4 separate regions of the Sus scrofa genome follow, and all the other regions are linked to region 4. Evidence: chromatin contacts called from public HiChIP or PLAC-seq and promoter capture Hi-C data. All regions are on one chromosome and are shown on one strand. Each heading gives the region's core, a stretch centred on a gene start, on an enhancer-like site or on the middle of the called end of the contact. The rest is flanking DNA. Distances are from core to core; before and after follow the strand shown.

What was found. Promoter capture Hi-C pulls out the DNA fragments that hold promoters and counts their contacts. HiChIP or PLAC-seq counts read pairs in DNA pulled down with a chosen protein or histone mark.
Region 1: a promoter capture Hi-C map of fetal liver shows a contact between it and region 4, with 2.5 times the contacts expected there. The contact joins the promoter of DDX46 here to the promoter of SKP1 in region 4. A contact is called at or near these places in 2 of 5 promoter capture datasets (fetal liver and liver) and 1 of 2 datasets of contacts at active chromatin or transcription factors (alveolar macrophages).
Region 2: a contact with region 4 is called in an H3K27ac HiChIP or PLAC-seq map of alveolar macrophages. The contact joins the enhancer-like site here to the promoter of SKP1 in region 4. A contact is called at or near these places in 1 of 5 promoter capture datasets (fetal liver), 3 of 47 Hi-C or Micro-C datasets (alveolar macrophages, embryonic fibroblasts and skeletal muscle) and 2 of 2 datasets of contacts at active chromatin or transcription factors (alveolar macrophages and skeletal muscle).
Region 3: an H3K27ac HiChIP or PLAC-seq map of alveolar macrophages shows a contact between it and region 4. The contact joins the promoter of SEC24A here to the promoter of SKP1 in region 4. A contact is called at or near these places in 1 of 5 promoter capture datasets (liver), 2 of 47 Hi-C or Micro-C datasets (epiblast stem cells and skeletal muscle) and 1 of 2 datasets of contacts at active chromatin or transcription factors (alveolar macrophages).

What each region holds. Positions count from the first base shown.
Region 1 is chr2:136,971,276-136,973,975 of Sscrofa11.1, reverse strand. DDX46 (DEAD-box helicase 46) reads right to left here and starts at 1,446. Exons shown (of 23, transcript NM_001246268.1): 1 at 1,284-1,446. The coding sequence starts at 1,300.
Region 2 is chr2:136,844,422-136,847,121 of Sscrofa11.1, reverse strand. It overlaps a transcript of SEC24A not described here. Among named protein-coding and RNA genes, the nearest start is that of SAR1B, 28 kb to the left of the region's middle. Within about 2 kb of position 1,276, at least 10 of the 83 cell types and tissues checked have an H3K27ac peak or open chromatin away from gene starts, as enhancers often do. A contact at or near this core is called in alveolar macrophages, where this site is marked.
Region 3 is chr2:136,882,696-136,885,395 of Sscrofa11.1, reverse strand. SEC24A (SEC24 homolog A, COPII coat complex component) reads right to left here and starts at 1,346. Exons shown (of 23, transcript NM_001243924.1): 1 at 929-1,346. The coding sequence starts at 1,166.
Region 4 is chr2:136,475,087-136,477,786 of Sscrofa11.1, reverse strand. It overlaps SKP1 (S-phase kinase-associated protein 1), which reads left to right and starts at 1,423. Exons shown (of 6, transcript XM_021084761.1): 1 at 1,423-1,878.

The DNA of each region.
Region 1 (2,700 bases), core at 197-2,696, 500 kb before region 4:
CCTAGCATGCAAGGCAGAGGTGGGGAAGGTGGAAGAGACGGAAGAACATTCTTGCAAAGGTCCTTGAAGGCTGTACTGAAGTCTCACATTATTTCTGAAGCAGTAAGCGCCAAAGGACAGGAAAAGCGTGCGAATGACATCATCTTTTTTATCTGAGAGGCCGCTGCTCTGGCCACAGTGTGGAATCAACTAGGAGAGCAAGATCAGAGGAAGAGAATCAATTTGAGACATGTGTAGCAGTCTGAGCAAGAAATATTTAGGGCGTGAATTAAGTCAAAGAGAGCAGAAATGTCCACAGGTTCTATCATCTAAATGGATGCAGGCAGAAAGAGAGAAAAAAGGGAGTCGAATAAATATCACTTCCAGGTTTCTGGTCTAGATGGCCAGAGGAACACCAATGATTCCACGGAGATTTAAAAGACCTTCAAAAGAATTTTCTGTAGTTAAGGAAACACTTTATGCAGGTGACAGTTACACAGTGTATATATTTGCTCAATTTCATCAGCTCCACCGTTAAAGCTTTGTCCATTTCCCTGAATGTTAATCACACCTCACTCAGTGAACTACTATTACCTTACTCACCTATTATTTTTATCCTAGATATAAATGATCTTTCAACCACCTCTAGGTATCAAGCAAATATGCACTTTCAAGATTAAAAACCTGAAGATCCCAAATCAGGTAACAAGCTAAAGAGATGCGTTCTAGTAAGAGCTCCTAGTTTCGAGTTTAAAAAGGATTAAAAAAAAAAAAAAGTACTTAAATTGAAACCTATCTGCGAAATATATGTCCAGGCAACAAGCATTTATTGCAGCCCAGTAAAAGCCCAGTCATGAAGTGCTGTAGGTATGTTAAGTGTTTGACCACATTGTGCTTTCGACGTGAAAAAATGCCACAAGCGCACAAAGAACTGACGTAGAGAGCGATAGAGGCTAAAGAAACATGGCAAACGCGAGGCGGTTAGGAATCCAACTGGGATCGCTTCTGACTGAGGCAAGCAGGGTAAGCGCGGAAACGGCGGGATGCGGTTGACGTCCCGGAGGGGTGTTCCCGCTCCAGCGACTCGAACCGGTCGAAAGCACTGCAAGGGAACCTCGGGCCCGCTGGCGGCCCAATTACAGAGACAACGTCGGCAGAGGTCCCCCAGCTCCTCCGGTGGCACCGGCCAGCCGCTGGCCACACGTGGGGCCGCACCGGGATAGGCCGGGCCCCGAGGCCACCGCAACTCCCGCCTCTTCCCCCACGCCAAGGAAGCCGCTCGCCCGCCCGCCGCGCCGCCTCACCGAGACTCCCGGCCCATGCCGCCGGCCGCGGGAAAGCGGCGCCCTTCGGGACCACGCGCACAAGTACCGCACAACGTAGGAGGCCGCGCTGCCCTCGACTCGCCGGGCGAGGAGCAGCACTAACAAGCGGCAGCAGCCACAGTGGCAGCGGCCCCCGGAGCGCGGCCAACGAAAACAGGATGTGTTGGCGCCAGCGGCAAGAGGAAGGAAACGGGAGCCCGGAAGCCGCTCTGGCTCCACAGCGCCCCCGCTGGGCTGGAGGCCGCACAGCGCTGGCCGCGCCGAAAAAGGTTGGCTCGTCTGCGTTTTCCCTGCACAGCCGCGAAAGACCTGGCGTGTGGGTGCGGTGGGGGGCGGTGCCTCAGCCTTGCAAGCCCTCGACAAGGTCTTTTAAGCAAGGGCCACCGAAGCGCCATAAGCACTGCGAGCTGTCCCAGGCCCTGTAGGGACATCGCCCTTCACATGAGCTAAGTGATGCTACAAACATCTCCATCTTCATTCACTGTTACTTATTTATACATTCATTCATTTATATATATTGTTACCTGTCGAGCATGTTCTAGATCCTGGTGAGCTTTCAATCTAGTGGCAGATACGGGCATTAAGGAAAACACAAGCAGGTATAATACAACAGGAAAAAGATTCTGCGATAGGAACGGAGTTCGCAAAAAGAGTTCCCTGAAGAAGTGACCGTTTAGAGGTGAGATTTGAAGACTAGAGTTAACCTGGAGTTAACTTGGTGAAGGGGATGAAAAGCAGAAAACAGGTACATTAGATTATAATGGTTCTCAACATTGCCTTCACTTGGGAACTTAAAAAAAAAAAATATATATATATATATATATACATATATATATATATATATAAAATGTATGTATGTATATATGGATTCGTGTGTTCCACTCTAATATTCTGATTTGATTGGTCTGGAGTGCTTCCTGCATATTGGGACTTTTCCATCTTTCCAGGTGATTCTGAAGTACAGTCCCAAGGGAGAGACCGACTCACCTTGTGGAAGGCGCAGTAAAATGTTGTTGTTTTAGCAAAAGGCTGTAGAAGTGTTGGAGAGAGGTTCTCATTTACTTTACATGCTTCTGGGGTAGTTCATGTTCTTATATCTAAGGGTGATAAGAAAATCTCCATATTTTTCCTGTGGCAGTCATTGCATGGATGCATGCCAAAATTTATTAAACTGCACACTTCAAATTGGTGTTTTACTGTATATAAATTTTACCTCAGTAAATTTGATTTTTGAAAGAATGAAACCAGGAGTTCCCTTCGTGGTGCAGCAGGAACGAATCTGACTAGGAACCATGAGGTTGCGGGTTTGATCCCTGGCCTCACTCAGTGGGTTGAGGATCCGGCGTGGCCGGGAGCTGTGGTGTAGGTTGCAGATTTGGCTCAGATGCTGTGTTGC
Region 2 (2,700 bases), core at 27-2,526, 370 kb before region 4:
TTGTTCTCTTCTGCCACATCAACTCCAAGTACTCATATCTAGTGTCCCGACTAAACAGAATTTAGCCTTATGAAAAGTAACTGCCTCTTGTTGAGGGGATCTTTTTTCAGTGTTTATAAGGACATGCCTTTCTTCAAGTAGTCCCCTATCTATGATGATACTTGGGAAGTTAATTATGTGTTTCATAAACTGGTGTAAAGGGAAAAGCTTACTGGTTTCGCTAGAGGGGCTCTGCTTTCTGGTACAAACTAGCCTGCTCCAGAGCACTCGAGCCGGGTCTGTCACTGGGATCAAAGGAACAAAGTCCCTTTGTGGACCACGGCTGAGCTGTGGAGATTTCCCGCAAGATGGAAGAGTCTTAGGGCTTGAACTTCTGGAAACGAAGCTGCACTTTCCTGCCAGTTTGGGGAGCTGGGCCTGAGAGGAACGGCGCCATGGGGCTCACCCTCCAGCTCTGAGAGCTGCTCAGGGCACCTCCGCGGAGCCACTGCTTCCTGCGGGAGGAGCGAGTGACGAGAACACTAAGAAGCAGTAAAAGCACACCGGGAAAACAGATCCTTCCTCGGGTGCCTGTGCAAGGGGGTGCATTTGTGGAGTATTTGGGGGACAAGGGGAAGTGTTGGGGACAGAGGTTAGTTTTGTGCCTCCCACAGTCAGGTGTGAAAATGTAATTCACACGGTTGTGTACAAGACCGGATTCCATGCTGGAGTTCCCGCTGTGGTGCAGTGGGTTCAGGGTCCGGTGTTGACGCAGTTGTGTTGTAGGTCACAGCTGTGGCTCAGGTTGGCTCCCTGGCCTGGGAACTTCCATATGCCACAGGTGCAGACCAAAAAGGAGAGAGAGGAAGAAAAAAGACTGAATTCCATGTAAATCAGGAAATGTTCGAGATACATTTGAAACTCTTAAATCCAACACTCTAAAAACAGAAGGCCTCAGCTGGCTTTTCTAGTATTAAAGTGATTCTTAACCCCACACCTGTTTCAAGGACTGCTGCTGAGGATATACTTTTGAGTAACTGGTTAAACGGATGGATGCCAGTTTATCGTGGTGAGTTTTTAGAATGTTTAAAAATTGGGGCACAGATATTTCCCAAAACATGAAAAAAATAGTTTTCACCACTGGCTTACTTGACCCAGGATCTCTGAGTGCCAAAGCAGGATGGATTCAGCTACTGCCACAGAGACCTAAACGTCCGTCTCACGGGCCTTTGTACATCCACAGCTTACAGGGGTTTCCAGCCTATCTGCAGCTCGCTGTTCTTCCCCTTTTTCCAGCCTATCTGCAGCTCGCTGTTCTTCCCCTTTGTTTTCAACTGGCTCATACCGTGCTTTTCGGCACAGACACTACTTGTAAATCCTTAAAATAAGGTAACAGCTGTAATAATAGTGCTTCTTGCCTTCCGCGCAATGACTTGATTAACCACATTCAAAACCCAGAGTTTTCGCAAGTTCTGTCGTTAGGACCAGCACACGTCTAGCTGACACGATGTAAGGGTTTCAGGAGACAGGTTGTACATTTCTTGAAACTGTATTTGGCCTGCGACTCAATGTGGCATTTCAGTCTTAGTCACTCACATGACTGAAGTCTGTAAGGCCTCTAGTGCCAAGTAAATTTTGACCAGAGTACATGGAAGTCTCTCAAAACATCTTAGGTTGCTGATTTTATTTAGAGTATATTGTTTGGATCATTTTCAACATATATAAAAGTTGGTGACACTTCAAAAAAATCTCCAAGAAAGCATGAAAAACTAGAAATTAGCAAATATAAATTTCTTTTTTTTTTTTTTTTGAGAAGAAAAACATAAGGAAAATCCAAATGGGTATAAAGGTTTCAAACAAAATAGAATTGGATATTTTTTAAAATATAGAATTAACTCTACCTTTTTGGCAAATATAAATTTCTTGATGCAAAATTAGTAGGGAATTAAAGGTTTTCTGTAAACCATTATTTTATTTATTTATGTATGTTTTGGCTCTAACTATCTAAGAGTTGGGAAAACAGCACACCTTCAATTAAGGACTAAATGCTCCAAGCTACATATTGATGTTTCCGGTCATTTCCATCTCTGTCCTTTTGAAATGTTAATTAGTGCTTTTTAACCAAAAGAACCAAGAGGGAAAGAAAGGACGGAGCTCTGGGACCTTAGTGAGTGGGATTTTGCTAAAACCCTGTTTCTAACTCCTGACCCTCCCACCATCCCCCCCACTCACCCTGGGCCACACCGGGATAAAAAGAGCCCTGAGTATAAAGGGAATCCACAGTCTACTGAGGATGCAGTTCTGCATCAACTAATTTCTGCCCTCATCATTTAGACTATTAAGTAACTAATATATTTAATACCACTGATGGCTTGTTCTGGGCTTGGACCACACTTTGAAAGAGAAGCCAAAGTAATCACAGTAAAACAAGTGAGTTCATCCAAAGCCACCTTTGTTTCAGGAGTGTCACCACCCCAAAGAGTTTTTAGGGCAGAAATGAGGAAGGCATCTGAGTGATTTCACCGCAGGCTTACTGTCCTTGGAAGGGCTGCACTGCCCTGGACGACTTCTTCTTTGAAGGAAGGGGGGGATTAGGTTTCATTTCAATTTTAAGTAGTCGGGGGTAAAGGGATGCGGCAGGTCTACACCTTCTGACGTACAGGTTGTCCTTGAAACTGTTTTCGTGGTCCAGGATAAAGACTGACCTCAGAACGTCCAGCT
Region 3 (2,700 bases), core at 97-2,596, 410 kb before region 4:
ATTTTAGTCATTGGCTATCTTCTCCAACTTGCCAGCAATCTTAGATTCCAACGGGCAATTAAGCATTTTAGAATTATTCTACTACTTGTTTCCAAGAACCAAAGTTTTACAAGTAAACTAGTGACTTGGCAAACTGTTGGCAGAAAACGTCTTATATAATAATAGCAATTATAGCAAACTTAGTAAATCACAATATAGGACAATTCAAAGAATCCTAGAAGGGGTACACAATTAGAAGACAGCCTCATACCCAATGAAAAATTATAGTGCCACATGCACACTCTGGTCAGAGGTTCAGAGACGTGTACAACCGCTTCCCCAGTGATCTAAAGACCTCTGGAAATTGAACAGATCCTCCCCTTAACTTAGTTGTTTCGAAGCTGAAAACCACAACAGGTGGCCTAACTACAATTCGGGGAAGGTTCAGGGAGAGATGAGCGGGCCCTAAAGAGGTCTCCCCAAAACATGCACTCACTCGTTCATCTCCGCCAATTCACACTGAGTATGACGCCCACCCCACTGCGGAACTGGAATGAATCAAACCCCAAATCCTGCTCTCTACGAGACGTGAGTGAGGCGGCGCGGAGGGGAAAGGCACATAAACAGACACTATGAGCCTTGGATGCGAATTGTGAGGTACGGCCCGCCTCCGTATTCCTCACTCACGTAAACCCTGGACGTTACATACAGCAAGGGCTCAACAACTGTCTGCTGAACGAATGAATAAATAATGAAAAACGAAACACTAAGACGAGCCGCGGTCTCCGTGGCGGGGCCTCGCACCCTGAGCCGCTCCCGACCCCGGCAGAGAGGTCACCCTCCCCTCCTCGGTCGCCTCAGGCGGCGGCAGCAACCAAAGGTCAACTCGAGCCGGGGGCCCGAACTTGGTCGTCCTCCCGCCCCCACGCCCCCTCTGAGCGGCACTTACCGTTGCTGTAATGAGACCCCGAGGCTGGGGCGGCCCCGTTCTGGGCCTGGAGGCCCGTGGGGGCGGCGCCGGAGGCCGGTATCCCGGGCTGGGACATGACGACGGTGTTCGTCGGGACTGGAAGGGGCTGGTCGGGGTCTGCGACAGCGCCAAGCCGACCCGAAAGACCACTGCTGGAAGCGGAGGGAGGGGGCCAACGACTTAGGGCTGGTGCAGGGAGAGAGAGCCGGAGGCGCATAAAGCCCTAGGCATGGCGCCACAGTCTCCCCAGCCCGCCGGCGGCCATGGCCTGGCCTGGGTGCTGAGGCTCGAGAGTCGTGCCGGCCGGGCCGGGAACGCCGGGCTGGGAGGAAGCAGCCGAGCGGAGAGAGACCGAGGGAGGCCCCAGCCGGAACTGCCTGTCAGCCGCCGGCCGCGCAGGCGCAATCGGGACACGTGGCACTTCCGGCTCCGGCCTCTCCCCCCTCCGCCGCCGCTGTCGCCGCCGGTGAGCTCTTCTCTCCCTGTGGGGCTGCCCAGAAGCCACCTGACTGCTCCGGGTGTCCCGGCCCGAAGGACCGTGCTTGGCCGCGCCTGCCACGTCACTGATTCTCACCAGCGACCGGAAGTGGCGTGTCACCGATACGGAAATCCCCACCGCGTGAACGTCATCTCGCCGGCACTGCCGGGATCCAAGCGCAATCCCGGCTTCAGTGGCAGCTTTCAAGGGGTGGGATGGACAGTTCCTCTTCTCTAGTTTTTGTGAAGATGAGCTGAGACGACAGACATCATCATCCCCTGCTGAGACTATACCTCGGATAGCTGGACCGATTAATGTTCGTCGCAGTATTTCATATTTCGTCATATTACAGGTGTAAATTGTAAGGAAATTTTTTAAAGGGGTGGTTAATTATGCACATATGGTAAAAGTAATCAAATCCAAGAGGAGGCCTTTGCTTTTTGACCGGAGGATTCAGAAGTAATTTTAGTTTTCAAATTCGCTGATTCATAGCATAGTCACCCCAAATCTCATTAACATCTTATTTAAATGGCAGTTTTAGTTCCTCTTCTAAGAGTTTACAGTAAGGTGCAACAAACTGCCTTTTCAGGCAACGAGGGTTTTTTTTTTTTTTTTTTGGCAAGTTGACTTTTTACTTCTGAGGCCAAAGGGAGGTAGAAACTGGAGTAATTAGACAACATAGTTAACTAATGATCTCAATCCTCATCTTAGCCACCTTCATTATACTTAGGTTTTCCTGTTCTGAGCTGATTGATAAAGCGCTTCTTGAAACAACAGATTTGTACTGTTGATTAAAATGTCATGCCTAGGGTGCCAAAACCTGAGAAAGGTGAAATACATCTTATTTAATTCATTTGCAATCAAATGCCTGCTATGAAATGTTATATTACATACAAAAAAGAGTAAGAACTAAACTGCTAAGGCCTGAAAAAGGAACAGTAATAATTCAAATAACTATTACCCTTTATCCTTTTTCTGTCACCTGTCTCAGATGTGTAAAAATGTGTTTGCTGTGTGTGAAACTGAAAAATCAAACTCCTTGTACAAGATACAAGTACGAAGTCTTCTTTGGGATGAAGATGATAATTTTCATCCAACTGTTTTCAGCTGAGAGCCCCTATAACAAAATCCCAAATCATATATCCCAAGAACACCTGAAAACAGACAAAAACACAAGCCTCTCAGTGGCTTAAACAGAAAATCCTCAGAACTGAACCTCCCTGAGGTCAGACTGAAAAATCAGTATTGCTCTTCAAAAGAGCAGATCCTTATA
Region 4 (2,700 bases), core at 174-2,673:
AGAAAAAGCAGCCAAAAAAAGCCACCCAAGAATATCTCGGTGATTCTAATATTAGGGGCCCCCAGACATTTTGGAAAAAACATACACCTTCCTAATGCCAGGCCCTGTGCCAGATCCTCCAGCTAGACGTGTAATCTGGCACTGCCCAGTCCTGCTTAGGATGCTCAACTAGGCTACAAGGTGGCCCTTATATGCCACAGGCAGGGGAGCAAAGGGGATCTAGTGGGCCTTAACTAAGAGACCAGAAGCTGGAGCTGCTTAGGGCAGGGCAGGCTTGTGGAGAAAAAGTCTGAGAGCTGTAGGTCCTTTCATCTTCCCGACATCAGCTGTGGCACCTGGCAGACACTGGATACCACAGCTTGGAGACAAAGACCTGGTAACCCAAGGAGCTGCTTGGTCTCCCTGCCCAGTCCCATCTCAGAAGAGCTGCAGGCTTCTGATTTCTTTAGGGGGCCCTGTGTGGAAGTGTCCTTTGTCTCCTTGGCGTCAGGAATACCATCACGTGCCTGCTGGTTAGGTGAGCCTGGCGCCTTAGTCTCCTCCAGAGGGGTGGCATTGTTCTCTAAACAGAGCAGGGTAGAGCAGGTCAAAGTCCCTGACTGGAGAGGGTGGGAGTGGGAATTTGCAGACTAACCCCTTTCCCTTGAGGGTTGGTTTCATCTTAGGGACCCTAACACAGCCTTTAGGGAGCATCCCACACAAGGGCTCTCTGCAGGCTGGACTCTGGCTGCCTCGTTCGCTGCCGAATTCCTAGCACCCATCACCTCGCCCTCCCCCCACCCAATACACTTTTGCTAACTTGGGGTTTCCCTGAAACAGTGGTTACTTTGGATTGGAGGCCTCTTCAGAAGTCGATAGGAAATCAGAGTTGAGAGTATCAAACAATCCTTGCTCTGCCACTGAACCGTTTTGAACCTGTTCCCTCACAAGTCAAAGAGAAAAGGGTAATGGTATTTCTTCTTCTTTTTTTTTTTTTGTCTTTTTGTCTTTCTAGGGCCGCACCCAAGGCATACGGAGGTTCCCTGGCTAGGGGTCGAATCGGAGCTGTAGCCACCGGCCTACACCAGAGCCACAACGTGGGATCCGAGTCGCGACTGTGACCTACACCACAGCTCATGGCCACTCCAAATCCTTAACCCACTGAGCGAGGCCAGGGATCGAACCCGAAACCTCATGGTTTCTAGTCGGATTCGTTAACCACTGAGCCACGAGGGGAACTCCTGATATTTCTTCTTATGCATTATTGTGGAGAGTGAGCTAACTCATGTAGGGTTCAGGGGAGGACACTGAGGCCCTGAGCAAAATCTCACAGCGCTGGCTGCAAAGATCAGCGCCCTTTCTTTCTCAGAGTCCCAGTTTCCCCATCATGAAAAGGAGCTGCAGCCCCTCCCAAACACCACCCCTAACACAGACGCCTCTCCCTCCCCACTCCGCCCCTCTCTCCCCGCTACTCCCCGCGCTCTCCCTCCCGGCCCCTCGCTCCAGGTTTCTAGGCTTTTCGGGACTGGGGTCTTTAATTCGACTTAGGCCAGCTCCCGCCTGAAAGACCCTTGCAGGCCGTGGAGTATCTGAGCCAGTCCCCCGTTTCCGCTTTGAGGGGAGTGAGCGCCGCTTTCGAGGGAAGGGGTGAGACTCAAGGCCCGCCGCGCCTCGCCCCGCCGGTCTGCGCCTGCCGTCAGGCGATCTCGGCGGCCAGCCCTGCCGTCTCTGTGACGTCACGGGCCCCGGGGTCCTCGGCGCCTGCGCCCGCTGCTATAAAGGCGACGCCGCGCCACTCGGTTGAAGTCGCCTTGTGCGTCGCTTTTCTGTCTCTCCGGTTGCGGACACCGCCCTTCTCTCGTCAGCCTCCGGCCCGCCATCTCCTTGAGCCCAAACACCGTGAGTACCCGCCGCCTGAGCTGAAAGGGGGCGGTGGCGCCGCAGATTGCGAGCCGCGGGCCGCCCCGCTGCGGCTTTGGCCTTGCTCGAAACGGCAGGCACCTGGGCCTGGCCTTCCCTCAGGCCCGGTGAAAGCCGTCGTCGACCCCATTCTCCCGGAGGTGCCATTCACCTCCCACACCGCCCCTCGACTTGCCGAGGCCTCTTTTAGCCGCTAGTCTTCACCGCGCCCAGGCGGGCGGGAGGGAGAAGGTGTGAGCGGAACCGGGATTGGGCCTTCTCTGCGCGGGGCGACCCTCAGCCGTCGCGGAGCAAGGCTGCAGGCCCAGGCTGCGGCCGGGGCCTCCCTCGGCGGTTGAGCCCATCGGCCCCGGGAAGCCAGGGCGAGGGTGGTGGCGGGGCTTTTAATGGACTTCTCTGGGTCGTCGTGAGCATGGGCGTTTGTCCGTTTGTTGTTCGGGTGTCCCAGAGGAAGCGTGGTAGGGTCGTCCCGCAGCTGGATTCTTGGCTCTCAGTCTTTCTCGCCCCTGTGTCTGGCGTCACTCGTCCTGGTTAACTGCGCCGGAGCCGAATTTCGGCAGAGAGCTGCCTGCTCCTTCGGAATATTTGTCGCCCATTATTTTGCCACAGCCCGCGGTTGTTGAAGCAATTGTTGGAGTAGCAGGTGCCATCGCCACAGTGGTTTGGCTTTTAGGTGCACCAACTCCGTAAACTTACTAAGAGGTTTTCGAAGGGATAGGATGTTCACCTGCTTTGGTTTGCTTTTTAATGGAGACTAAAGGTTGGAGTTTGGGCTCATGAATGTTTTCATGAGAGCGTCAC